Linked DNA regions of Mus musculus: regions 1, 2, 3, 4, 5 and 6 are each linked to region 7. The links are chromatin contacts, called in public promoter capture Hi-C maps. All regions are on one chromosome and are shown on one strand. The core of a region is the stretch at or near the end of the contact, and the rest is flanking DNA. Distances in the headings are between cores, read along the strand shown. Region 1 holds the start of Hltf (helicase-like transcription factor). Region 2 holds the start of Mtfr1 (mitochondrial fission regulator 1). Region 3 holds the start of Armc1 (armadillo repeat containing 1). Region 4 holds the start of Pde7a (phosphodiesterase 7A). Region 5 holds the start of Tbl1xr1 (transducin (beta)-like 1X-linked receptor 1). Region 6 holds the start of Ndufb5 (NADH:ubiquinone oxidoreductase subunit B5). Region 7 holds the start of Ect2 (ect2 oncogene).

Region 1 (3,059 bases), core at 509-3,008, 7.1 Mb before region 7:
GCCTGTTTAACATGCACAAAAATCCCAGGGAAGATGATGCGCCATCAAATGAATCTTCTGTAAGGCTGATTAACTGAGCTACAATGATTGTGCAGCATTTCAAATGCTGCAAACCCAGAGCCAAATTTTCTTAGGCCATCTCTAGCCTTCTTAATTGCTACTTATTGTCCTCCTCTGCACTTAACATGTTTCTGTGACCACAGGGTAAATCATTTGGAATGTACATACAGTGCTACCACTCAGCAAACTAAACAGCTAAGGATAATGTCAGTATCTTAGGTCTCTAATAAAGGTTCCCTGTAATACTCTTTCCCACCTACCTAATGGTCACACCAAATATATTTGGAAAGTATCTTGATTTATGACTTTCTTTGTCCTGTTAGTATAAAAGCTTCATGAAATGGCTTCAATTGAAACATAGCACTTGGGGTGGCCTAATTCTGTGTTCCCAGGCCAATGACTGATATTTGCCTCCAGCATAAATTGTCTCTTAATACTGTTAAAGTTAGTTTTCTTGTTTTTGCTTCTCTCTCTCTCCTTTCTTTTTATCATAGCATTCCCTAGGGTGCCATTCCAGCAGACAATCCTCAAATGGTCACATTTTACTTTTAGTTCACAGATCATCAATATTTAAGACAATGAACATGTGCCTCTTAAAACATCTTACTGACCACCTTTCATCCTCTGCTGATGGAAGCATAAAATGGACCACTCTAGGAAGGATGACTTCCAGTGTTTAAAATGTTTACAAACACATCTAGACATTCCGATGGTTTACAGCACACCCTATTATGTTTGGCTGGGCAATACCTTTAGCTTCCTACTGTTGGTGCAGCAGAAGATGCAGCAGTTAATGGCTGCTTCATCAAAAGTAGTTTTATGGTCTTTCAAGATGCTGGAATTACCTTTACCTTGCCTGATACTGTTGCATACAAAACTCCAAAGTGAAATGTCCCTTTAGATTATAAAGTATAAACATATAAACTTTATATGCCCCAGTACAGGGGAACGCCAGGGCCAAAAAGGGGGAGTGGGTGGGTATGGGGGACTTTTGGGATAGCATTGGAAATGTAAACGAGTAAATACCTAATTAAAAAAAAAAAGAGAGAAAAAAAAAGTTTCTTTATAGTGCCTCCTTCATTTTCCTAAGAAAACACACGTAGCCCCAGCCACCACCTCGGACCTTACAACTAATGTTGGACCAGTCTGCCTTTTTCAGCAAGAGCTATAAGGTTGTATTACTTTATGGCTTTCTTCTACCAAGGGAAAAAAATTTCTTTAAACACAATAAAAGCGAGATGGGAGAAGGAAATTCGTAAGTTCTCATTCAGATTTCCAGAACTCAGGGTCTCGCATACACGGAGGTCGCTAAGAATAAATAGAGTCAGGGCTCAGCAGAGGAAATGCAGGTATCCCACCCAGGGCTCCTACTGGAGTAGGCCCTGTTAGGCATTCCATCAGATAGGGAGCGTCTGACCTATGGGGACATCCTTGAGGAGTTAGGGCAGTGGCTAGAAGACCTCTTTCCCCCTAGTCCGTCAGAACCTTGAGCCCTGTGGCTCACTCAAGAAGCCTCGATGTTTTACCGTGCAAGGCGTCTCGGACTGCGGAAGAACCAGGTAGAACCCGGACGCGCCGCACTGCCTTTGAATCGCAGCACTGGGCGGAGCTCCCCACCCTCTTGTATTGTGATTGGTTGGTCTTCGTAGACTCTTCCTTTGGATTGGGCCCTGGCGGTGCCGATCGCAGAACGTCACCGGTTTCTCAGACTGTTGCAGGAAGGAGTGGTGTGGACACGTCTCACCGGGCGGACGCGGCCTGGCGGTTCTGATTTGGATTCCGGCGCCTGGGCCACGACGCCTTGAGGAGCTTTATCAGGCTGTCTGGGAAGATCTGGGGAGCCCAGGGCATCCCGAAGTCACCCCGCCCCGCGCCATGTCCTATACGTTCACGAGGTGAAGGGCTGAGGGGGGCTGGGCGTGAGGCCAATTGCTCTGCGCTCTATTCTAGTGAAGGTGCGCGCCCGGGCGCTTTATAGGTGCAGTTTGCATCCCTTCTGCGGGTCGCTTGCCGGTGTTGCTCCTGGAGGCACCAATGCATTGTCGCGGCTGACCAGAGTGGCTGCGACCTCGGAGAATCTGCGTCAAGGGCTTGGCGGGGGGGGGGGGGGGGGGTGGCGGGGGGGGTGGAAGCGGGGGGTGATTTATTCACCAATGTTATCCCACTGTTCGCTAGGCATTGTTATGGTAACAGCTTCCAACTTGTATTTCCCGGCACTATGCAAAAGCGCACTAAAGCATATTTGCAGAGGAGCTGAGAGGGAAACTCGCGACTTGATAGCCCCGTGTGTTTTTAGGAGAACTACATCTTCTAGGAGGCTTCCAGCAAACACCTCTTTTCATCATCTACTGTGGTTTTCATGCCCATTTTTGCAACAATTATCCCTATCCTTTAAAATAATGGGGCTTCAAGGTCAGTTCTCTATAGTGTCACAATTTAGATGCTCGATTTAAAATGTGTTCTGTTCCAAAGGAGTTAAAGCAGAGGATGCTGTGGATGCATTTATGTTAAAATTTAAAGTTATTTTCATAGCGGGCAGTGGTAGCCAAGTACCTGGGAGGGAGAGGCAGGTGGATCTCTGAGTTTGAGGCCAGCCTGGTCTACTGAGCGAGTAGGACAGCCAAGGCTACACAGAGAAACCCAGTTTCAGAAAAGGAAAGAGAAGAGGGGAAGGGGTTAGGGGACCAGGACAGCCAGGGCTATACAGAGAAACTCTGTCTCGAAAAACCAAAAAAAGAAAAACAAGTCCTGTTTTGTTTTTGGTTTTTTGTTTTGTTTTAAAACAGGGGTCCTGTTTGGAAGTATTCGCAGTCTGTCCAGTATGGATCACACGAAAATATTCCAAGACTTTCATACTCAACTTTCTTGCCACATTTTGAATTCCAAGACATTATTCCTCCAGATGACTTCCTAACGAGTGATGAAGAGCAAGATTTGGTTTTATTTGGAACTATGAGAGGACAAGTTGTTGGACTACGCTATTACACAGGAGTTGTAAG
Region 2 (3,364 bases), core at 451-2,950, 8.0 Mb before region 7:
AGCAAAGCAAAACAAAAGCAAAGCAAAGCTTAAAAGTTCAAAAGCATAAGGACTGCAGGTCTTTCTTCGATTAGATCCTGGCTGGATGTATTTCAAACTCTCTTTTTCCTTCACCAGGGTTTGGTACCAGGCACCATGTTGATAGGCTCTTTGTGTTATTGTATTGAATGAGATGGCACACAGCTTGGTCAGAATTCTTAGAAATGATTCCATTACTGGGAGAAACAATAATTTGTGATAAAATTACTCAGGTTTAAGTCACTGCACCTTCATCTAGATTGTCAAAAAGTTCAGGGCCACTCCAGGGCACTTGAGGGTAAAGCAAGGTGGGAAGGGAGGGAAGTTGTAAAGAAAAAATCAAATCAAATCAAAACAAAACAAAAAACAGGTTTTAAGCCATCTCCAACTGATGGGTGCTTTCAGATACCCTTCTTCTTAAACATAGACAATCACATAGGCCTGTGTGGTGGCAGGCAGCTGAGAGTCACCTGTGGGTCACACAGCTGGTGACCAGGGATCCTGAGGCAACTAATAGCTTAGCAGTAAATCCTACAAGTATCATTGGAATGGTCGCCCTGGTGTGTGGTCCCTACCAGTTCACTTCAGCAGCTTTTGTCTTTTCATCAGCCTTCAGACCAAGCACCCCTCCCTGAACTGCTCTCTCAGGCTTCTCTCTCCCAGCCTTGGTCACAGCCTGTCAGGCCCTTTTGTACTTAAAACGTTATAACACTTGGTCACATATATTAATTAACCTTGTTTTGATCTCCCTGCCTTTTGGTAGGCTTACTCAGGGTGTGGTTCAAGGCTTAAAAAACAAACAAACAAACAAACAAACCCCACCAACTTTGTACTGTCATAATGGGCTCCCAACGAGCCGTTGCTGAGTAACTGAATTGAAGCTCTAGGTGAAATCCAAAGCAGTAGCCAGGAGGAATTTAGGCCATCCAGGGTAAGAACACCAGCGCTCCAATGAGAGGGTAAGAGAGAAGGCGAAGTAGCAACAGCTGCTGCCCACTTCCCACCTCAACTCTTCCACCCTCTTCCAGGTTGTTTTGGACATAGGCTGGTCTTCAACTCTGGATCCTCCAGCCTCCAACTTCAAACTACTCGTTTTACATAGCAGGAGCCGCCACGCCCAGGTAGGAGCGGCCTCTTGAATTACTGATAGGCTTTCCCTCCATATTCACGTTTTATCGCACCCACACACACCACCGTGCTGCTTATAGCTAACTTGACACAGACTGATCGTATTTTCATGACTAGGTTATCTGAAATCTAGAATAACCCTTCATTAAAAACTACGCACACCAATTAGGCAGACTTTGAGGCGGGGGAACTGAAGGCAGGAAAAGTCTTCACTCCCTCTGAGCCGCGCCTTCCACTCCTCCAGAACATACGTCCGGGATTTGAGGCCCGAAACAGATCGCCCTGGCAGACAAAGTCCCCACAGAGCGTGGGTTGAGAAGGGCTCGACACAGGCTAGGCTAGGCTAGGCTAAGGACCTAGCTCCTTTCAGCGGGCACACATTTGAGACTTCACTCGGAATGTGGGTATTCCTACACCCAAAAGGGGCGAAGTTTACCAACAAAAATAACAGGGGCAGAAGCACCCAAGACAAAGCGCGGCACACTAGCAAGCACACGCCCCTTACTGGGCACCGCGCGTGCGCACAGAGCCCGGGACAGGTAGCCGGCGTGGCCGGCGAGCAGACACGCCTTCCGCCGGCCTCTCCTGAGCCCGCCCCCGGGCCTCAGCGAGCCGTTCACTGGTCAGCCTAGGCCGGGCCAGGGGCGGGGATTGGCTGATTGGCATAAGGTCCTGGGACAGCCAATCTGGAAGGCTGAGCAGCTGCGAAGGTGAGGGCTGCTGCGCAGCCGAGGTGAGTGGGGCCCGGGACAGAAAAGCGGTTGGCGGGGTGGGGAATGGCTACCACCCGGAGCTGAACGGTGGCGGGAGGCCGTGTTGTGGACAAGGGAGGGGACGGGGCGCGGCGCGGGAGGCCGGCGAGCGGGAGGGAGGCCGCGGAAGCCCGGAGCAGAGAGCAGCCCTCCGGCTCGCCCGCGCCTGGCCTGCTGAGCTCCGCGGGCCGCCGGCCTGGCTCCCATCCCCCGCAGTCGGCGTTGTGCCCTCGCTGGATCCGGGCTGAACGGGGCGGCCCACGGCGTTCAGCCTGTTCTACCTGGACCTACTTTCCTGTCATTGTCGGCTGGCAGCTCTGAACTTTCTAAGCGTGCGCAGTTTGCGTGTAGCCAGACTACAGAAACTTTGAGATCTGAAGTCAAACTTAACCAAACCTTTCTTTCCGCCTGATGGTTTGTTTTGTGATTGGTCTGATGTAACCTCTTCTGGCTTAAACCTCGTTTTGTGCTTGAGGATGGTCAATAGAAGTTCGGATCCTACCCCCTCCACCTCCCAACTACAGGATTTAAAGCTTGCTTCACCACATCCGGAAAAGAATATTAAGGAGTATTTCATGATACTTGGTAATTTAGCGTTCACTTTTTTGTTTGGTTTGGTTTTGAGACAGAGTTGTCTTCCTTACTCTAGGCTGGGGTGGAATGCACTATGTAGATTAGGTTGAGCTGCCTAAAACCTCCTGCCTCAGTCACCACGCCCGATTCCAGTCACCTTTTCCTAGTGTATGTAGTTGTTTTACATTACAATGACTTAGTCAAGGAAGTTGTGACACTTACTATCTTGTTACATGAAAGTAAGTTGTGTCCACATATATTGATCACATATATTGTACATACACAAAAATCATTTAAAAGGTAAAAATTATTTTTAAAAAGAAGGTAATAGAAATGGGTTTGCGATTATATACAACCGAGTTTGACTATAAAATGCTTACGAGCTAAGAAAAGTCTCAGTCACGATGTGCAGCTAACTCTCTATCAACACCCTAATCTTTGAATTGAAATGCAAGTCTAGTAACTGAAGAGGAAACTTAAGGGTTCTTTAGAAACTGTGTTGTACGGTGTTCTGCTGGGCTAAACACGTGAAGGAACATGTAGCTGAAGTGGACCTAGGCGAAAGGATGTTCTACGAAAGCAAGCACGTGAAAGGACATGGGATTAAGATTTATTTGCTAATGACATGCATGTATTGGTCTTCGTAGTTGAGCTGCATTTGTCAGACTCTAGGGAGAGAAGTGCTCCATAATGGTGGTGTGTTGCAGTTTCTTGCTGCATCCGCAGATGCAGGGCTGATTGGCAGAGTGATGTCAGCTGAGATGGACACACATGCTCAAGACCTGTGAAGGACATGTGTTGTTTGGAGGGTATAAATAGGATTTGATGGACAGTGGAGGAGGATGAGCTAGGCTTGCTTATAGAGCTGGGTGTGCAATGTTTGTGGGTACCCT
Region 3 (3,354 bases), core at 134-2,633, 8.0 Mb before region 7:
CCTGGTGTCAATTACAAGACAATTATGAAACAGTTAACATTGATGTCTACTTTAAGAGTTGGGACGGCTAAGTTAAAACTCTCAAGAGACACATTCATTTTCTGAAAAGGGAAACGTCGTGCAAATGACAAAAGCTTTGTTCTCATTTTTCTGTATCTCAGTCTGAGTAGAGGTCACAGTGCATAGGACGTATGCCTTTACTTTTTCTTCTCCTTACTTAGCTCTGGCTGACCTATGTAGTTGAGATGAGCCTGAAACTAGGAGGGATCTGCCTGCCAATAGCTACCAAAGCAGGGATTAAAGGCATACCATCACGACCCAAACTTATTTTCTCTTCCTTGGCTCTATGTTGACAAACAGAACCCTTCGCAAACTTTAAGGACACTGCGATCACCTAAGGGACCTTGCCAAAAGTAAGTTCAAGCTCAGTGGGTGTAAGTGGGTCTGGGAATCTGAGATGTCCAACCAGCTTCCAGATGAGGATGCCAACGGGCAAGAAGTCTTGAAGCACGGAGTTAGAGACACGCGAGACATCAGTGTCTGGGCAGATGTCAGAAAGGTATTCCTTTTCTTATAGCTAAGAATCACCACTTAGTTAATAGAAGTATTTAGCCCTCACGTGCTAAGAGCTGCTGCGGGCACACACTTATCCTAAATCCTTAATGATTAAGCCGGGTTGAAAAGCAACTACCACTATCAAACGCCGAGACCCGATCTGGCTTCTCCTTGCAATTATAACTGTAACTCTTTTGGAATTGAATTACCGTCTCCAAGCCTCAGTTTCTTCAGGTAGCAGTTTTGAGCGGGTAACAGGGTGGGAAAAAAAAAAGGCAAGACAGTAAAATGTCTGGCAAGTACCATGCAAGCACAGAACTAACCCAGTGGGAAACTTCTACTGCAAGCGCTGAGGAGACAGTATCACCAAAGGAGCAGCTAAGTGCACAAATGCCCACCACCTGTGTACACGAGTTTCTCTTGAATGGAGGCCTGCGCGCAGAGGCTCGCAGATTTACAGAAAGAACGCCGCGACATGGACACCCGCTACTCGTAGGGCGGGCTGGCTGGTCAGAAGGAAGAGGAGAGAAGAGCACGTCCGGAGCCGTCCGAGGCAGCCCGCGGGATGCCGGCAGGAGGCGGGCGCAGCGGCCGGCCCGCGCAGCAGCGGCCCCTCGGCCCCACCTCGGCCCCGGCTACGTACCCTCCAGAGCTCCGGGCGTCCGGAGCCTGCCGCAGCATCAGAGCCGCACCCACCACGGCGGACAACGGGCGGCGAAGACCCCGAGCCACGGCCCGACTCAAAGAACCACAGGGCTGAGTCGCTGGCGGCGGAGGAGCTGCAGGCTCCGCGGTGACCCTGTCACCTCTGCTGGCTTTATTATCCCATTGGCTGAAAATGAAGCAACGTGAGGAAGGACACCCAACCAGAGGCGGGATGTTCTCAAACCTAGTAGCTCATTGGTGAGCTAGACCGGACCTATGAGGACCCAGAACACTGAATTGGAACCAAGGGCTCGCCGTCCACGGAGTGCTAAACAAATTTACAGCCATCGTGGCTCCGCGACTACAATTCCCAGGGTTCCCGCGGCAGGAAGGGCTTCTGCTTCTGTGTGCAGACACGCGAACAGAATAGTTTATCTTCAGCAAGTCTTCCAGGTCTGATAAAACAACCTGTAACCCTTCATCCACGTCTGTGCGTCTTTACCCAGAATCTTCGGACGTTTTTTTGTAGTTTTTACTATGAACGTCGACACTGTTTGGCCTCTCTGGATTTCGTTCATTTCTTTTCAGTGCTGCTTTCTAGCAAAGCGAGGGATGCGAAGTGCTTTTGTTGGGTTGGCCTAAGTGATTTGACATTGAAAAGAATTTTGTCTTTTCTCTTGTCAGAGACTTGTGTTAAGAGAGTTCTCCAGTTCATCATGAAGTTTTGTTAATGCTGTTTTCTATTTATCAAAGTAAAGACATACTTGTTTTATCGATACTAGTTACCGAGGAGTTGCTCTAGGTACGTTTTATTTTCCAAAGTATTTCTGAAATTGTTATCCAAGTCTCGCAGGCTAATCTGAAAATAATACATCCATCCACACTCCTTTTTGATCTTCGTTTCTACAATCTTATTCTGACGTGTTGCTCATACATTAAAGTTACAGGGACTTTGTTGTTATTCTTGTTACAAGGAATTTGAAAGGGCTTTAATTTGGAAAGGATGTGGAAGACACCACACCGGACTGTATTCTACGCTATTATCTCCAATATTTTGTAAGTGAATTTATAAACCAGACCGCCACGGCGGAATCTGAGCACTAAGTAGGTAAAGGCTGAAGGCAGACCATTTCAAGTTCAAGCCCAGTTTAGGCTAACTAAAGCTTCACAGAAACCTTGACTTAAAAAGAAAAAAAAAGAAGAAGAAGAAGAAGAACAAAAGAGTCCATCTCTTGAGTTTCTTAATGTTCCCGTGCTCTTGGTTATCTTATTATTAAAACCCAAAATGAAAACAAGTCCAAAGTAAAGCTTGGTAGAAAACAAGAACAAGACTCTAAATAACCATCTCACCTACAGGCAAAAGCCAGTCTGTGTGCTTTATTCACAAAGCCAAGACAGGGATTAGTGGTAAGAGAACATTGAGCCTAAATTAAAAACAGTGAATGTAGAAAGCAGGAAAAAAAAAAAAAAAAAGTAAATATACTAAGTCCAAGGGGCATACCCAGTACAGCACAACCTATCTGGCTGAGTAAGTGAAGACTTGCCCAATATTCTAATAAAAGGTGACTCAGTAATCCAGAAAGGAAAATTCGCTGTTTTTGCTAATGTTAATCTGCCTATTAAGAAAAGACATATAGTATTTTCAGAATTAGTAAGTAATGACAGGTTATTTTGAGCCAGTCGGTGAAAATATGTCTTTACCTATTGAAAATTCACCATCTGAAATTTAATGTATTCACACTGATGCCATTAAAGCTCTGCAAAGTCTAAACTTTGTGCAAAATGCCATTACCAAGAAAAGATGGCTGAAGCTAAAAAGCAAAGGTAGCCTTAACAAAACATTAATTAGTGCTTCCTAAACTCCTGTGAATGGATTACAAGCCTCAGGGAAGTCTTTTAAGTCTTTATGGATTCACATTTCTAGTTTAAAAGTGTCTGAACTTGACACCTGTGAAGTTGTGCTACCTACCATTATCAATCGTTGCTTGGGTCTAGCCACAGGACAGGCTGGTACGTAAAGTTTCTCAACCACTGTTGCTTAAGACAATATTCAGATCTCTGTAGTTTTATTTAACAATCGTCTTTTGAATACACACTCTGTGCCAGAGACAATCTTAGCTATGGTTCAAAGTGAAAAAAAAGAACAAAAAAAAA
Region 4 (3,290 bases), core at 599-3,098, 7.8 Mb before region 7:
ATATTTTGATATTATTCTGGAACTTTAAAACGTGTTAAGCAATAATAAAAAATACAGTTCACAAACTACACTTCAAAGTAACAAAAGTATTATTTGAAATTCCACTTAGTATTTTACACTGAATTCTTTAGCATACTACCTTGTATCAGAAGAGTCTGACCTTAAATAAAGAAGAACTCTTTGAAAGGAAACTCACACAGAACCTCCTGCTCTATCTTGCAGGCCAAAAAGGAAAAAGAAAAAAAGGCAAATGACAAATAGAATTTACTGGCGATCTACTATAAGCAAAATCTCTAAAAGATGCTGTCCATTCTAACTGTCTTTAAAATTTCCTTTCTTATAATACAATATAATTGAAGGGAGAAACAGTGTGCTATAAAGGGTAAAGAAATACTAAGCAATAGAAAAAAATAAGAATACTTTATTTTACGAAATGAATACGGGACCTAGGGCAATGGCTCAGGCCTGGTACTTGGAAGTCTGAAGCAGGAAGATCATGAGTTAAAGGCAAGACTGAACAATTTAGAAAGGCCCTGCCATAAACAAGCACACAAATAAACGAATGAATGGATGGATGGATGGATGGATGAATGGCTGAGGCTCACTGATTGGAGTCTAGACCAGCAAATGTAAGCACACTCCTCCAGTACCCGTCCCAAAAGTAATCTCATAAACACAGAACTTCTGGCAGCAGGCAATGAGGGCACCAGGTTCATATGTAAACAAAGTAAAATTCTTCCTCTTTATTCTAAATCTGGCAACCAAATTTAACCCAACTAAAGAGCTGAGCCAAGGACGTCACAGAAAAAAATTTTTTTTTTTTTAATGTTCAACAGCAACTGGTGTTGGGCCATCGGAAACAAAGTCCTTTGTGAATGCTCATCAGTGGTTTCTGAACTAAAGCCGCCTTTATCAAGCGAGAAAACTGATTGGAAACCATCAACTTTGCACACTAGTTCCTGACACCTAGGCCCCTTCCCTACAAAGCAGCAGTTCGCAGTTCGGGTGAGGACCACAATGGGACCACTAGGCCTATTGTTCTGAGAAACTCAGCACCCGCAGCGCTGCAAGGCTCGAGAACCTGCACAGGTGTGGGGGAGGGCTAGGGGGTGGGGGGCGAAAAGGTGAGCTCAGGGTCATGACTAAGGGGACAAGAGGCCCAACTGGTAGGAGACACAGAGAAAGGAGGGGAGGATAAAGTCATGGCTTGGGGCTACCAGCGGGCGTGACGGGTTAGCCGCGGCGAGGGTCGCAGAGGCCAGGGGCACCGAGCACAGCCGAGGGTGAAAGACTCCGGGAAGGGGAGGCCAGCCTACCGAGGCGGGAACAATGGCCCGAGTCCCTCCAGAAGACAAAAGCACCGAGCTGCGGGCCCCGGGGCGGCGGTTACCTGCGAGAGCTGCCGGGGATGCGGGCAGCCGAAGAGCGCGGAGCTGGAGCTGAAGCTGATGGCTCCTCGGCGGCTGAGGACGTGCTGGGGGACCGGCCTGTCCAGGGGCAGCACCGGCAGCTGGTAGCATACTTCCATTGAACACGTCCGCCTTGGATCCGCGCGGCGCCCGCCAGTCCGCGGTCGCCCGCCCCTGCGCTACGAGGGGGCCGCGCCGCGGGGACCCGGGGCCGAGGCGCGCGCGGGGCGGGCGGCGCTAGTGGCCGCCGACGCCTCCCGGCCCTCCGCGCGGCTGGCGGCGGGAAGGGCTGCAGCGGGCTCGGGAAGCCGGGCGGGCGGCGTTAAAGGGGAACCCGCCGCCCAGGCGCTCCGCGGCGCGAGAGCTGGCCCGGGCCGCGAGCACGGGCGCGGAGCGTAGAGCAGTTCGGCCGCCGGAGCCCTGCCCCCTCCCCTCCCCCGAGCCTCACTCCGCTCCGCCGCCGGCGCGAGCCCGGCGTAATTCACACTTTGCAGCAGCGGACCCTGCGCCAACCACGGCCGCCGCCACCGTGACGTCACGACGCCGCGCCGCATGCCCCGCGCCCCGCGCCGCCGCCGCGCCCAGGAGCCCGCCGGCTGTCCGGACAGGGCTGCTCGCGTCCGCTGCGCTAGGCGCCGCGCCGCGCCGCGCCGCGCCCCGCGCCCCCCCGGCCCCTCCCGCCTCCCCGCAGCTCCCTCCCCGCAACCCGCGGCGCGTGCGCAGGAGAGTTACGTGGGGCATCCTCGGGCGCACCGACCCGGAGTTTGTTCGGCCTACCGGATCGGCGCTGTTTCGTCCGACAGATCCAAAATGCCCAGAGCACCGGGCGCCCTCTCCGTGCTCCGCCCGTCGGGGCACCGCGCGCGTCCCCTGTGGAATTCCCGTACTAGGGCGTCGCGGGAGGCCGCTGCGGCGGTGACGCCAGCAGATCTCGGGGGCTCAGTGCTCCCGCTATGTCACCGTCCGTGCCCTACCTAGGCAAGGTTCCAGTGGCTTCCCTTGGCAAGTGAGGCCCCAGACTTTCGGGGCCTGCAGAGCAGAAAAAGACCAAAAACTCCCGAGCGAGAAGGAGGGTCTTTGGATGGAGAAAAGTGAAATTCTGCAACCAAGAAAATGAGAAATGACGATATTGGGAAGACAAAGATGACAAAGAGACCAAAAGTTCCCCTAGCCAACCATCGCCCTTCTTTGTTAGTGTTTGCTGGCTAGGATGTAAGAGAGCTTTTCACCTGTTTTGGTAAGGTGAGGATATAATTTGCTTGTTCTTTTAAGTTTCTGCCCCAAACTGCCAAAGCTTTTCTGCAGGAGCCGACTGTTTCTGATGCTTTGAGCATCAGATACTTTTAGCATGAACGAGCTCCACACCCCCACCCCCACCCCCGCCCCCTGGCAAAATAGATTTGGATCATTTCTCAGGGCATCTAGTCTCCCAGTTATTTAAGATTGGCAAGGTGGCAGGTCTTAGAAGAAGTACAGTGCTGAGCCTGGGCTTAATGATGCTATAAATTGAGTACCGAGTGTACATGATCAGATAAACGGACAAAGGTGGAAGGTGTATTCTTTTATTATTTAAACCTCGTGCCCCTGTGTATTTTCTACATGCCAGGTCTTCATCATGTTTTACGATCCGTTCTGTGTCATGGAATTTGCCTTCACTAGATGAAGAAGCACTAATGAGATTCTTTTAGTGCAGCAACTGATCTCACTGCTTTTGAAATCCTAATTAGTCCCTGTAGTAGATGTGTTAAGCATCTCACTTGGGATTACACCGAGCACTGTGGGCCACTTAGTCTTCAGAAAGTCGTTTATCAGCTGACTAAATTGGAAGTAGATTCCTAGAAACAAACTTGCCCTACACCTAGGACAGATAAATCTCAAGAA
Region 5 (3,402 bases), core at 155-2,654, 5.1 Mb before region 7:
CACAGTCTATAGCTGTGAAAGTTACTTCAAATGATACTTTGTTTGAAAATTTATCTTTGAAGCACTAAAGGAAGACCACTGCTTGACAGGAATACACGTTTCCAAATGTTTTGACAACTTGAAACTAGAACCTTTCACCAAAGAAGGTTGCAAAGTATTTTTAAAGATAGTAACAAAAAAGCAGAGTTTCAAGATATATGCTAGAATTAAAAGGAAGGGTGCCTCTTACAGCCCAGGTTTCTGAAAGGCTCAGGAAGGTCACCGCAGTATTTTAAAAATCCTCGGCGCTCCGGCAGCCACATTTTGACATTATTGGGCAGCCAAACTGTACTTCAGAAACCGCCTTCACGTGCCAGACGCATGCAGAAAGTAGATAATATAAACTCCCGTGGATATCACACCGCGGTGCACACTTAGTGAACATTCATTCTGTCTATGGCTTTATTTTCGCGCAATGAGAACTGATCCATCAAACCTTCCCAAAAGACCCGCAGACAAGTCGCACATTTGGGCGCACAACTTCAATTTCAGCTTTGCGTTTTCACCAAACCCCTCTCGCCGTGCGCGCTGCGCGTCTCCCCACGCGCGGTGCTCCGGGTCCCATCCTAGAACTCGCTCACGGCAGGCGAAGCACCTTTCCAGGTACGCTCCGGAGCGGGCGTGTTTACGCGCATCCAAGTGTGCGGCACTTTGAACGCGGAGTCCATGTGGAGCCCGCGCCGAGCTCCCGCAGCTGCCGGCCGCCTCCGGGGATCGGAGCGGCCGCGGCTCGCGGGATTGCTGCGGGCGAAGGGACTCAAGCGCCACCCAGGCAGCGGGACAGCCCCGGCTGCGGGCTCTGGAACGAATGCGCGGCGAGCCCAGCCCCCAGCGCCGCGAGCGAGCGAGGGAGGCTGGGTGGAGGGAGAGCGGAGCGAGTGAGGAAGCCGAGTGTGGAACGGCTCGTCGGCCGCCACCCCCACCGCCACCGCCGCGCTGCCTCCACCGCGGCCCCGCCCCTCCGCCGCGCCCCTCCCCCACTCCGGCGCTCCTCCCTCTAAGTTCCCCCTCCCAGGTCCCCCTCCCCGTCGAGGTTCCCCTCCCCCTCCCAGGCTCAGGCTCCCTTCCCCCTCGCCTCTCCTTCTCGGGGCTCCCTTCCCCCTCCACAACCCGTTTCCCCACTCCTCCTCCAGGCTCCCCTCCCCCGCCCAGCTCTCCTTCTCTTCCACCACCCGGCTCCGCTCCCCTCCCCCTCCCGGGTCCTCCTCACTTCCTCCCCTCCCCCTCCGGGCGCGCCCCACCCCTCCGCTCCCCTCGTCTCCCCTCCCCCTCCTCGGGTCCTCCTCCCCTCCCCCTCCACCCCCTCCCCCTCTACCCCTCCCCCTCCTCGCTCCCTGTTCCCTCCTCCCTCCCCGCGCGCCGGGCGCAGGCCGCTCGGGTTTGTTTTGCTGCGCGGCCGTCGCCGCCGCGGGCCCGGAGCTCATTTGTGCCTGGCTGGTCCCCGCGCTCCCCGGTGCCGAGCCGGAGCCGTTGGCCGCTCGCGCGCTTGGCTCTCTCCCTTAGTAACAGCTCCCCTCCTGCCTCGGTGCTGCGCCCTGCCCCCGCGCCCCTCCCCCGCCGGACCCGCTGCCCGGCTGTCAGCGCCCGCACCCCAGGGCGCCTCGGGGTGCCGACGGCGGCCAGGAGGGGAGCGCCGCGCGTCCTGGAGGGGACAGCGTCGCCAAGCAGGTGAGCGCGGGCCCGGGGCTGCGGGCGCCGCGAACTTGGCCTGGGCGCGGGGGAGGGGCGGCTGCGCTCACGTGCTGCCCCCCCGGGTCGGGGTGGCTGCGGGAGGCACTGGGCCCAGGCGAGCGGGCTTGGGGGCGCAGGCTGGATGCGGGGCCGCAGCCGCCCTGTGCTCACATAGCGGGGGAGCGGCCAGGGCTCAGGATGGGTGCTGGTCCGCGCTCGGGCGCGCGGGCTGCAGTCGCCCGGTCGCGCACCCCTCGGGCTGTGGCGCGCGGAGACCCCGGGCGGCGGCGGGGACCGCGGGCGGCTGTTGGGGCGCGGGCGGGGGAGGGGCGCGGCCGGGCCTCGCTCACTCAGGACGCGAGTGTGGGCACCTTGTGCCTGTGGCCTCCCCACGAGGAGGCCCTGGCCACAGCCTCGGTAAAGTTGGGTCAGAAGTGTATACAGTTGGCAAACTTATTGCCAGCTTCCTGGTAAGTTTCGGGGTGGCACACAAGTCACATTATCTTCTGACAGTATAGAGCCACGTTGTGAGTGTTTGCTGGGTGACTTCCTCTTTGCAACCGATGTCTTTTTTTTTTTTTTTTTTTTTTTTTTGGAACAGGGGCTGACTTTCATTTAAGTGTAATTCCACGTTGAAAGGCAGCTCGAGGCGAATCATGCATGTGTTAGAGTGTTCGGTAATTTTGGAAGTTCTCAATTTGGATTAAATTTAGGTTGTGAAAATGGTCTGTTCTGTGTAACATTTGGGTTGGGTGGCTTTTAAGAAACGCTCTCTTTGTTAGGTTACCCAACACTGAAAATAATTTGGTGATCACACAGAAGAGTTGGAACATAGCTAAACATTACATTTCTTTAACAGTCTGGAGTTTTCTTAAAACCTTGGTTGGACTTTATCGGCCCCAGGGTGAAGGGTTATATGCCATTTACAGTTAATTAGGGAAGTTTACTGTTGGCTTTCTTGTTTTTCCATATAAGAACCTTATGCTGGTCTAAACATGTTAATAAAGTACGGTGGATGAAATGATGTGTTATTTCTAGTTTGAATCTTGAGATTGAAAGCCCCCCATCAGTGTAAAACAATACAAGGCCATGTCTTACTGATTTAACTTAGCTAAAGTGCTTTGCAGTATCTTGGTGGCCCATTGAAGGTAGTAAATGAGTTTTGGGTTTCCCTGTGTGATTCACGTTCAGTTTTGTTAAATAAGACCCATGCTTATTGGAGCACTTCAGTAATCCTGACTTCCTGGGACTGTATGTTCTCGCCACTTTAATAAGTTTATAGTCTGGGGAAGTAGGGCATCTTTATCTGCACAAAAACACTGTGTATCAGTTGGATTGAATCGTGGGAGTTAATGGCAAACTTCCCAAATTATCACTGAGAGTTCTAGAAACAGTTGGCATTTAGCTATGGGGGAGGGGCGGTAGGTCGCCAGCCTGCCTGAAAGGGGTTGGGCAGGTCCTGTGTGCCCTTCGTGTCTAAATGGAGGCTTCTCTGCTGCTTTGACTATTTCTCTCTTAGTTTTGCTGCCCTGCATGGGATGAAGTCTGTAATCGCAAACACTAAACACTCAAATTACTTGTCTTACCTTTAGTTTGTAAACTCAGATCTCTAGAATTTAGGACGAACACGCCAACCCTGTGAGGAAAGAAAATATGTGTAAAAAAAGCTAAGCAACTTCATTAACTTGTTAA
Region 6 (3,063 bases), core at 23-2,522, 5.6 Mb after region 7:
TAATAATGTTTCTGTTGTCCTGGGGAAATGATGGAAAATCAAGTGTATACCTGCAACATTAAAAAAGAAACGGCAATGTGTTCTATGAATGCATAACTGGTTTTACTGTCTTCAAAATATTTTGCCTCTTTTCTGAGTGATAGGTATTCATTTTTTACAAAACACACACACACACACACACACACACACATACTGAAATAATTTCATTAACAAATTTAAGGTTTATGTATCTGAATGTTTTCCCTGCATATATGTGCACCATGTGTGTGCCTGATACCGTCAGAGGTCAAGGAAGGCATCAGATCAAGATAATGGAAGACGAAATCATTTATTCAAGTTTGCCACCCTGATCAAATTACAACTCTGCAAGGTTTTAAAAAGCTAATTTGCAAAGTTAGTGTAATAATATAGAAGAGACTGCTTCCTTCAATTAATCTGCTCTCTACTATTTCTAAAACTCGGCTCCCTGTTGGCAAGTGTCAGTGAAGAGTAAGCTGTCATTCTCACACTCGCAGACGCAGCTTCTGTTGCCGTAGCTACGCTCATCACTTAACATCTGCCGGACAATCTGTGTACAAAGACGCCGAGGGAAGCCTTCCGTTCACAGCTCAGGACTCCTCGGAAACCTCCCTCCCAACCGACCCAGCCCCAGGACACTGCGAGTCCGAGGAAGCACCGAGCAGCGGATGCTCCCACCGCCCGCGGCGACAGAACGCAGGAGGACTAGTGCGCCAGGATAGGCGACTGCAAGGTCACGCTCTCTGCCTCCGCGGTGGCCTGTCTAGAGCTCTGTTGCATCCTGCAAGAAGCGCCCAAAGGCGGAGGCAGTCATTTCTTCTCTCACCACTTACCCCGAGTGAGCAGCGTCCTTGGGATTTACTAGGGAACAAGCTGCCTTCAGGAACGCTGAGGCTCTTCTACAAATACCCACTAGACTGGTCGCAGCCATGTTTCTAATGGAGACCCACAGTGTCGGTGTCCACGAGGTCACTTCCGCTGGCGGCGTGAGGCAAGTGAAGCAAACAGGAACAGGCTTTGCCCTTACTAAACATGGCCGCTCCCACGGCTCTCGCTTCAATCTCCCAAGTCTGCCATAGAGTTTACAGGGCTCTCTTTGGGCGCCCCACCTACAATGTCGTCACTTTTGTCCGCCAGCGCCTGCCTGTGAAGCTCGCAGGAACGGGCCGCTGCCCTCACTCAATATGGCCTCCTCTAGCGTTCGCCCTCACTGGTGGATTGTCCCTCCCGGCTCCCTTAGCCCTCCCCACTTCCTTCCGTGGCCGGTGTAGCCATGGCGGCCATGAGCCTGCTGCAGCGGGCTTCGGTCTCCGCGCTGACAGCGCTGTCTTGCCGCCGCGCTGGTCCTAGACTCGGAGTCGGAAGTTTTCTCACGCGGAGCTTTCCGAAGACTGTCGGTGGGTGGCGGCCTCGGAGACGCGGGTGAGAGGTGGGAGGGCTGTTTCCAGGTGACCTTGGGGACCTCCGAGGGAGAGAGCGGGGACAAAGTCGGCCTGGGGCTCTCGTGTGAAGAGCTGCTGCAGATCGGATGGCCTTGTTTAAGCTCAGCGTTTGCGAAGCGCCTTGCCACGCCATGCTGGGCGCTGCTCCCTCGCTGCCAGGCTAGGCAGGCATGGAGCTGCTGCCCGCGTCTCCAAGGGCAACTGCACACACTTCGTTGTTGAGACAGGGTCTCGGGGATCCGAGGCTGCACTTGTCCCGGCTCCCGAGGGCTGGGATTGCAGGCTTGCACTGCGTCGCTGGGCTCAGGGCAGAATCAGGGTGCGTGGCACCTGCAGCTGGTTCCAACCCGCAGATAGGAAGTTGCTGAGAAGCGCACTGAAGTGAAGGCTGTCATGGTGTTCCTAGGCACGAGTGTAAAAAGGCTCCAGGTGACAGGCCCGTTAGGCACGGTAATAACTGTGTCCGTGGACCTCACAACATCATAGAAGGCCACGAAAATATTTTATGTTTGTTTTTTTTTTTAAAAGACTAGTGCGAGTGAATGTGTAAAGTTGGGTTCAGCCCAGATTGTATCTGCTGTATGTTAATGCAGTCATGCTTTTCATATGACCTGCGGGTCGCGACCCCTTCATAGGGGTCACCTAAGACCGTAGGAAAACACAGATGTTCACATTGTGACCCATAACAGTAGCAAGATTACAGTTATGGAGTAGCAGTGAAAATAATTTTATAGTTGGAGGTCACAACACAAAGAACTGCATTAAAGGGTTGCAGCATTAGGAAGGTTGAGAACCACTGTTCTCTTAGAAAGGAGCCTAAGAGGGGTAAAGAGCTCAGGTCTCAGGACAGTCATAGAGAGGGCCTTGGTTAGAGATATACAATTTGCCTTGTCTAATATAGAGAAAGACACACACACAAATTGCCCTAAAGCCTATTATATTGAGGCAGTATGCATAGGGACCTTCTGGAACATGCTGGAAAGGATCAGTGCATTTAAAATACCCAGCAGGAATTTACACTGAAGGCAGACTCCATGTGCTGACACTTCTTGGTCATATCCTTTTGACATCACTTTTTTATTGTAAATATCCTCAGATACACAAGTAGAGATCCCTTGAACCCTTCCCCAGAAGTGCTGACTGTAGTCTAGCTGAGCTGAGCTGAGACTCCGTGGTCCCTCTCTTCCTGGACTATTTCTCACTCCTGCAGTTCCGAGAGAACCACGGGGAGCCGATGTCCTGTCCAGAGAGAACAGGGAGGGCCTACTCGAGGCTGTTCCAAGAGCGACTGTTTGACTGTCGCAGCTTTCACTGGCTTATGAGTCTGCCATTGCTCCCTGAAGGTTTTCCTCTCTTCCACCAGTTCCTTGGGCAGCCCAACAAGATGGCTAGGCCCCTCTCCCATCTTCTTTTTCTGGAGCTGGGCTGCCGAGATTCAAATCTTGGCTGCAGAATTTAAGAGCTCTATGACCTTGAGTCAACGCCTACTGGGAGCTAAAGTGGAAGGCACTTGGTCATGATCTTCATTTCCTTTTCCGGAAGATGACCATCTGATTGACGGAGATACCTTACAGAGTAGTTGTGAAGCCCTTTGAGTAGGAGA
Region 7 (3,210 bases), core at 638-3,137:
GGGAAAGAGGGAGAGAGGGAGAGAAGGAGAGAAGGAGGGAGGGAGGGAGGGAGGGAGGGAGAGAACTATTTTCAATGTTTAGAAAAAAAAAATTTCCCCTTTAAAAAAAAAAACTAAGAGTCAGGTATAGTGGCACATGTTTTTAATCTCAGAGCTTGGGAGTCAGACACAGGTGGAGCTCTGAGTTCAAGGCCAGTCTAGTCTACACAGCGAATTCCAGGACCAGCAGAGCTATAGTGCATCCCTGCCCAAACAAACAAATATGCCTTAGCCTTCTGAAGTGTTCACTACCATGTTTGCTTTTTTTTCCAGGAGAAAAAAAAAAAACATGTATTTTTATTTGTTTTTCAATCTCCCAGTCCAAAGGGGGAAAAGTGTGGTAACACAGCCTACAATTATGTGCAACTGTGTGCCAAAGCTTTACAATGCACCTTTAAGGATACTTTTAGTTTACATGATCCTCTTAAAAAAAAAAATCACCAAACAACTGACAATGTGTGGCCTAAAATTCCAGCACCCACAAAACAGAGGGAGGAGATACATAACTAAACCCTTTCTCACTACACCCCAAAACACTGGAAATGCTTAAATACACAGATCATTTATTACCAAAACAGCTCCATAATATACAGCAAAAGAGCTACACGCTACACTAGTGATACAACCAGCATCTAGCACCCAACATCACCGCAAACTTAAGTGCACCAGGTCACTTTCTTCCTTTTCACATATTCTACAGACCTTTTAAAAATAAACACAACGGAATCGTGATCATAAAAACAATCTATCTTTGACTCGGGATGTGACTCAGCTGCAGTCAGTGTGCATGAAGTCATCCGCGGGCACCTCAGAAACCAGGTAAGGTGAAAGTACACCTGTAATCCGAGCACCCAGAAGAGGGGGTAGAGGCAGACAGAGTTCCTTGTCACCCTAGGCTCCACAATTCAAGTCTATGCTGGGGTACCTGAGATCTTGTCTCACAAACACATGGATTCTTTTAAACAAATAGTCATTTCAGCTTTTCTTTTAAATAAACCTTTTTTTTTTCCATAAACACGTCACACCAGAGTAAGGAACCCAAACTACAATAGTGTATACGTTATTGATAACAGTGCAATTAGCGATTCTCATTTACTTAGAGCTCAATATTTTAGTCACTATCTTAAATCTTTCCCTTGCCACTTTTTAACGCTTGCAGCCATCCTAAAAGACAAATGTCACTGTCATATCCAGTTTGTGGCTAAGGAAGTTGCTCACACAGCGACTCCTAGCCGGGTCTAACTGAGGGAGCTAAGTTAACCGCTAACCACACACATCTGTGGCCAGGAAGGGGCGGGGCGGCCTGTGTTTTATATTTTTAAAAATTGAAAATCGGAATTCTACAGGAATTCCAGAGGGAAACCACAAAACAATCAAGGCAGCTCGGGGCTGCGGCGGGCGGGCGGGAGGCCAAAATCCCGGTCCCAACTGCGCCCTTCACCCTGAGGCGCCGGACAGAAGCAGAATAGATAGAGAGCCCAGCCTCCCGCAAGGAAGGGCCGGGACGAGAGCAGAGGGCAGGACAGGAGGCGGATGTGGGGAAGGAGGATGGAGGGGAGCGGGACAGACAGGTACGCAGCCGTGGGAGCTCACCGCGGCGGGGGCGCCGGCCTTGGTCGCCACGGCCCGTGCTCAGTTCCGGGTTCCCGAATCCCTTCCCGTCCCCCACTCACCCCGCAGTCCTCACCACGCTCAGAGATTTTAAAAAGGAACCACGACGGCGCAGTCCTCGCTTATCCTTCTCAAACACTAAGTCTCCCCCTCACAGGCGCCGCCATGGCTCGAGAGAGGCTGCCGCCTCCGATTCAAAAAAATCCAGTCGCTCTCTCTAAGAGCCATGCTGATTGGCGCGCTCTGTCAACCTCCTTTTGATAGGCTGGAACCTCGGGCGGACTGCCGATTGGTCAATCCCAACGTCTGCCTTCGGGAGGCGCCGGCTGATTGGTTGTGAGTGTGTTTCAAATCCGGTAAACGGCTGGAGCGTGCGAACGTCGGCGGAGTGCCCGGATGTGGGCTTGAGGAGGCGTGGCTCTGCAGCGCCTCTGGATGCAGCAGGTGTTTCTGTGGTTACCGCTTGTTTACTCCGTAAACAGCCCAGTTCCTGATGAACGGTCTCTCTGCCATCACCTCCAACTTCAAGAAAAAGTACCAAGCACCGCAAACCGATCCGCTCTTACTACTAACCAGATTTTATTTTTGAAGACAAGCTTGCATCTGAGTAATTAATATAAAAAAGTGTATAAGGAGATTTTAGAATCTCCTGAAGCAAAACTGCTTCTGGGTGGGTTGCTCCCTCCCCACCCCAACTCCCAGCTTAGGAATGTTAGTGACTGTGCTTGGAAGTCTAGAAAAGAAGGGATTGTTTTACCCCTGGGATCAGTATTGCTATTTTGAAATTTGTTTCTAGATGGAATGTTCTATAATACAGTCGCCTAGGCATACACTTCTAGCTGGGTGTGGTCTCAAAGCCTGTACTAAGGAGGACAAGACCAGCCTAGGCTATAGGAGACCAGGACTCAAAACAATTATTTTTCACTTTCAAAACCTTACCAAGTGTTTGGATCGGTTGCTAGGCCCCAAATCTCATTAAGAGGTTTTTAAAGCACTTTTGAAATTTAGATTGATAAATTTTATGTGTCTTTTTGCCTATACATATTATTTTTTCCTGAACGTATGTGCATTTGTGAGTGCCTGCTGTCCTTGGACATAGGAGGAGGCCAGATCCCCAGAGACTGGAATTACAGAGAATGATGAACCACCAGGTGGGTGCTGGAAATCAAACTCACGGCCTATGTGTGAGAAACAAACGCTTTAAACCACTGAGCCAACTCACTTTAAGCCCAAAATCTACTTTAAAACCAAAAGAACTTCTTGACAGCCTAAGCAGTTCGACAAGTCTACGGTGAGTTCATAGAATGAGTAAAACAATCTATAGTTTTGTCTGTCTGGTTGGTTGGTTTTTAGGGTTTTTTGCCTACCAGTATCTATGGCCTGCCAATCACTAGAATTCCGCACTAGCCTTTGGAGTGGAAGAAAGGAAAAATCGGCCTGGACCTTGCCCAGAGAAGTGTGCTTGCAATTTAAACTGGGGTGTGTCTGGCATTCCAAGCATTCTCCTCACTAAAGTAGAAGGCAGCCGCCTCCTTTGTGCCCTGCCCGAGGAGAGCTAGC

The links. Promoter capture Hi-C pulls out the DNA fragments that hold promoters and counts their contacts.
Region 1: a contact with region 7 is called in a promoter capture Hi-C map of pre-B cells. The contact joins the promoter of Hltf here to the promoter of Ect2 in region 7. A contact is called at or near these places in 2 of 39 promoter capture datasets (cranial neural crest and pre-B cells) and 1 of 484 Hi-C or Micro-C datasets (B cells).
Region 2: a contact with region 7 is called in a promoter capture Hi-C map of pre-B cells. The contact joins the promoter of Mtfr1 here to the promoter of Ect2 in region 7. A contact is called at or near these places in 3 of 39 promoter capture datasets (cranial neural crest, frontonasal cranial neural crest and pre-B cells) and 1 of 484 Hi-C or Micro-C datasets (pre-B cells).
Region 3: a contact with region 7 is called in a promoter capture Hi-C map of pre-B cells. The contact joins the promoter of Armc1 here to the promoter of Ect2 in region 7. A contact is called at or near these places in 2 of 39 promoter capture datasets (cranial neural crest and pre-B cells) and 1 of 484 Hi-C or Micro-C datasets (CD4 T cells).
Region 4: a promoter capture Hi-C map of pre-B cells shows a contact between it and region 7. The contact joins the promoter of Pde7a here to the promoter of Ect2 in region 7. A contact is called at or near these places in 3 of 39 promoter capture datasets (cranial neural crest, pre-B cells and second pharyngeal arch cranial neural crest).
Region 5: a contact with region 7 is called in a promoter capture Hi-C map of pre-B cells. The contact joins the promoter of Tbl1xr1 here to the promoter of Ect2 in region 7. A contact is called at or near these places in 2 of 39 promoter capture datasets (cranial neural crest and pre-B cells) and 1 of 484 Hi-C or Micro-C datasets (B cells).
Region 6: a contact with region 7 is called in a promoter capture Hi-C map of pre-B cells. The contact joins the promoter of Ndufb5 here to the promoter of Ect2 in region 7. A contact is called at or near these places in 1 of 39 promoter capture datasets (pre-B cells) and 2 of 484 Hi-C or Micro-C datasets (CD4 T cells and embryonic stem cells).

What each region holds. Positions count from the first base shown.
Region 1 is chr3:20,056,053-20,059,111 of GRCm38.p6, forward strand. Hltf (helicase-like transcription factor) reads left to right here and starts at 1,759. Exons shown (of 25, transcript NM_009210.3): 1 at 1,759-1,955; 2 at 2,847-3,054. The coding sequence starts at 1,936.
Region 2 is chr3:19,186,410-19,189,773 of GRCm38.p6, forward strand. Mtfr1 (mitochondrial fission regulator 1) reads left to right here and starts at 1,701. Exons shown (of 8, transcript NM_026182.6): 1 at 1,701-1,879.
Region 3 is chr3:19,161,712-19,165,065 of GRCm38.p6, forward strand. Armc1 (armadillo repeat containing 1) reads right to left here and starts at 1,384. Exons shown (of 7, transcript NM_028840.3): 1 at 1,199-1,384.
Region 4 is chr3:19,309,474-19,312,763 of GRCm38.p6, forward strand. It overlaps Pde7a (phosphodiesterase 7A), which reads right to left and starts at 1,849. Exons shown (of 13, transcript NM_001122759.2): 1 at 1,391-1,849. The coding sequence starts at 1,528.
Region 5 is chr3:22,075,248-22,078,649 of GRCm38.p6, forward strand. Tbl1xr1 (transducin (beta)-like 1X-linked receptor 1) reads left to right here and starts at 1,405. Exons shown (of 16, transcript NM_030732.3): 1 at 1,405-1,707.
Region 6 is chr3:32,735,791-32,738,853 of GRCm38.p6, forward strand. It overlaps Ndufb5 (NADH:ubiquinone oxidoreductase subunit B5), which reads left to right and starts at 1,273. Exons shown (of 6, transcript NM_025316.2): 1 at 1,273-1,415. The coding sequence starts at 1,292. It overlaps Mrpl47 (mitochondrial ribosomal protein L47), which reads right to left and starts at 965. Exons shown (of 7, transcript NM_029017.2): 1 at 852-965. The coding sequence starts at 949.
Region 7 is chr3:27,151,991-27,155,200 of GRCm38.p6, forward strand. Ect2 (ect2 oncogene) reads right to left here and starts at 1,888. Exons shown (of 24, transcript NM_001177626.1): 1 at 1,713-1,888. It overlaps 1700125G22Rik (RIKEN cDNA 1700125G22 gene), which reads left to right and starts at 2,036. Exons shown (of 3, transcript NR_040548.1): 1 at 2,036-2,320; 2 at 2,750-2,941.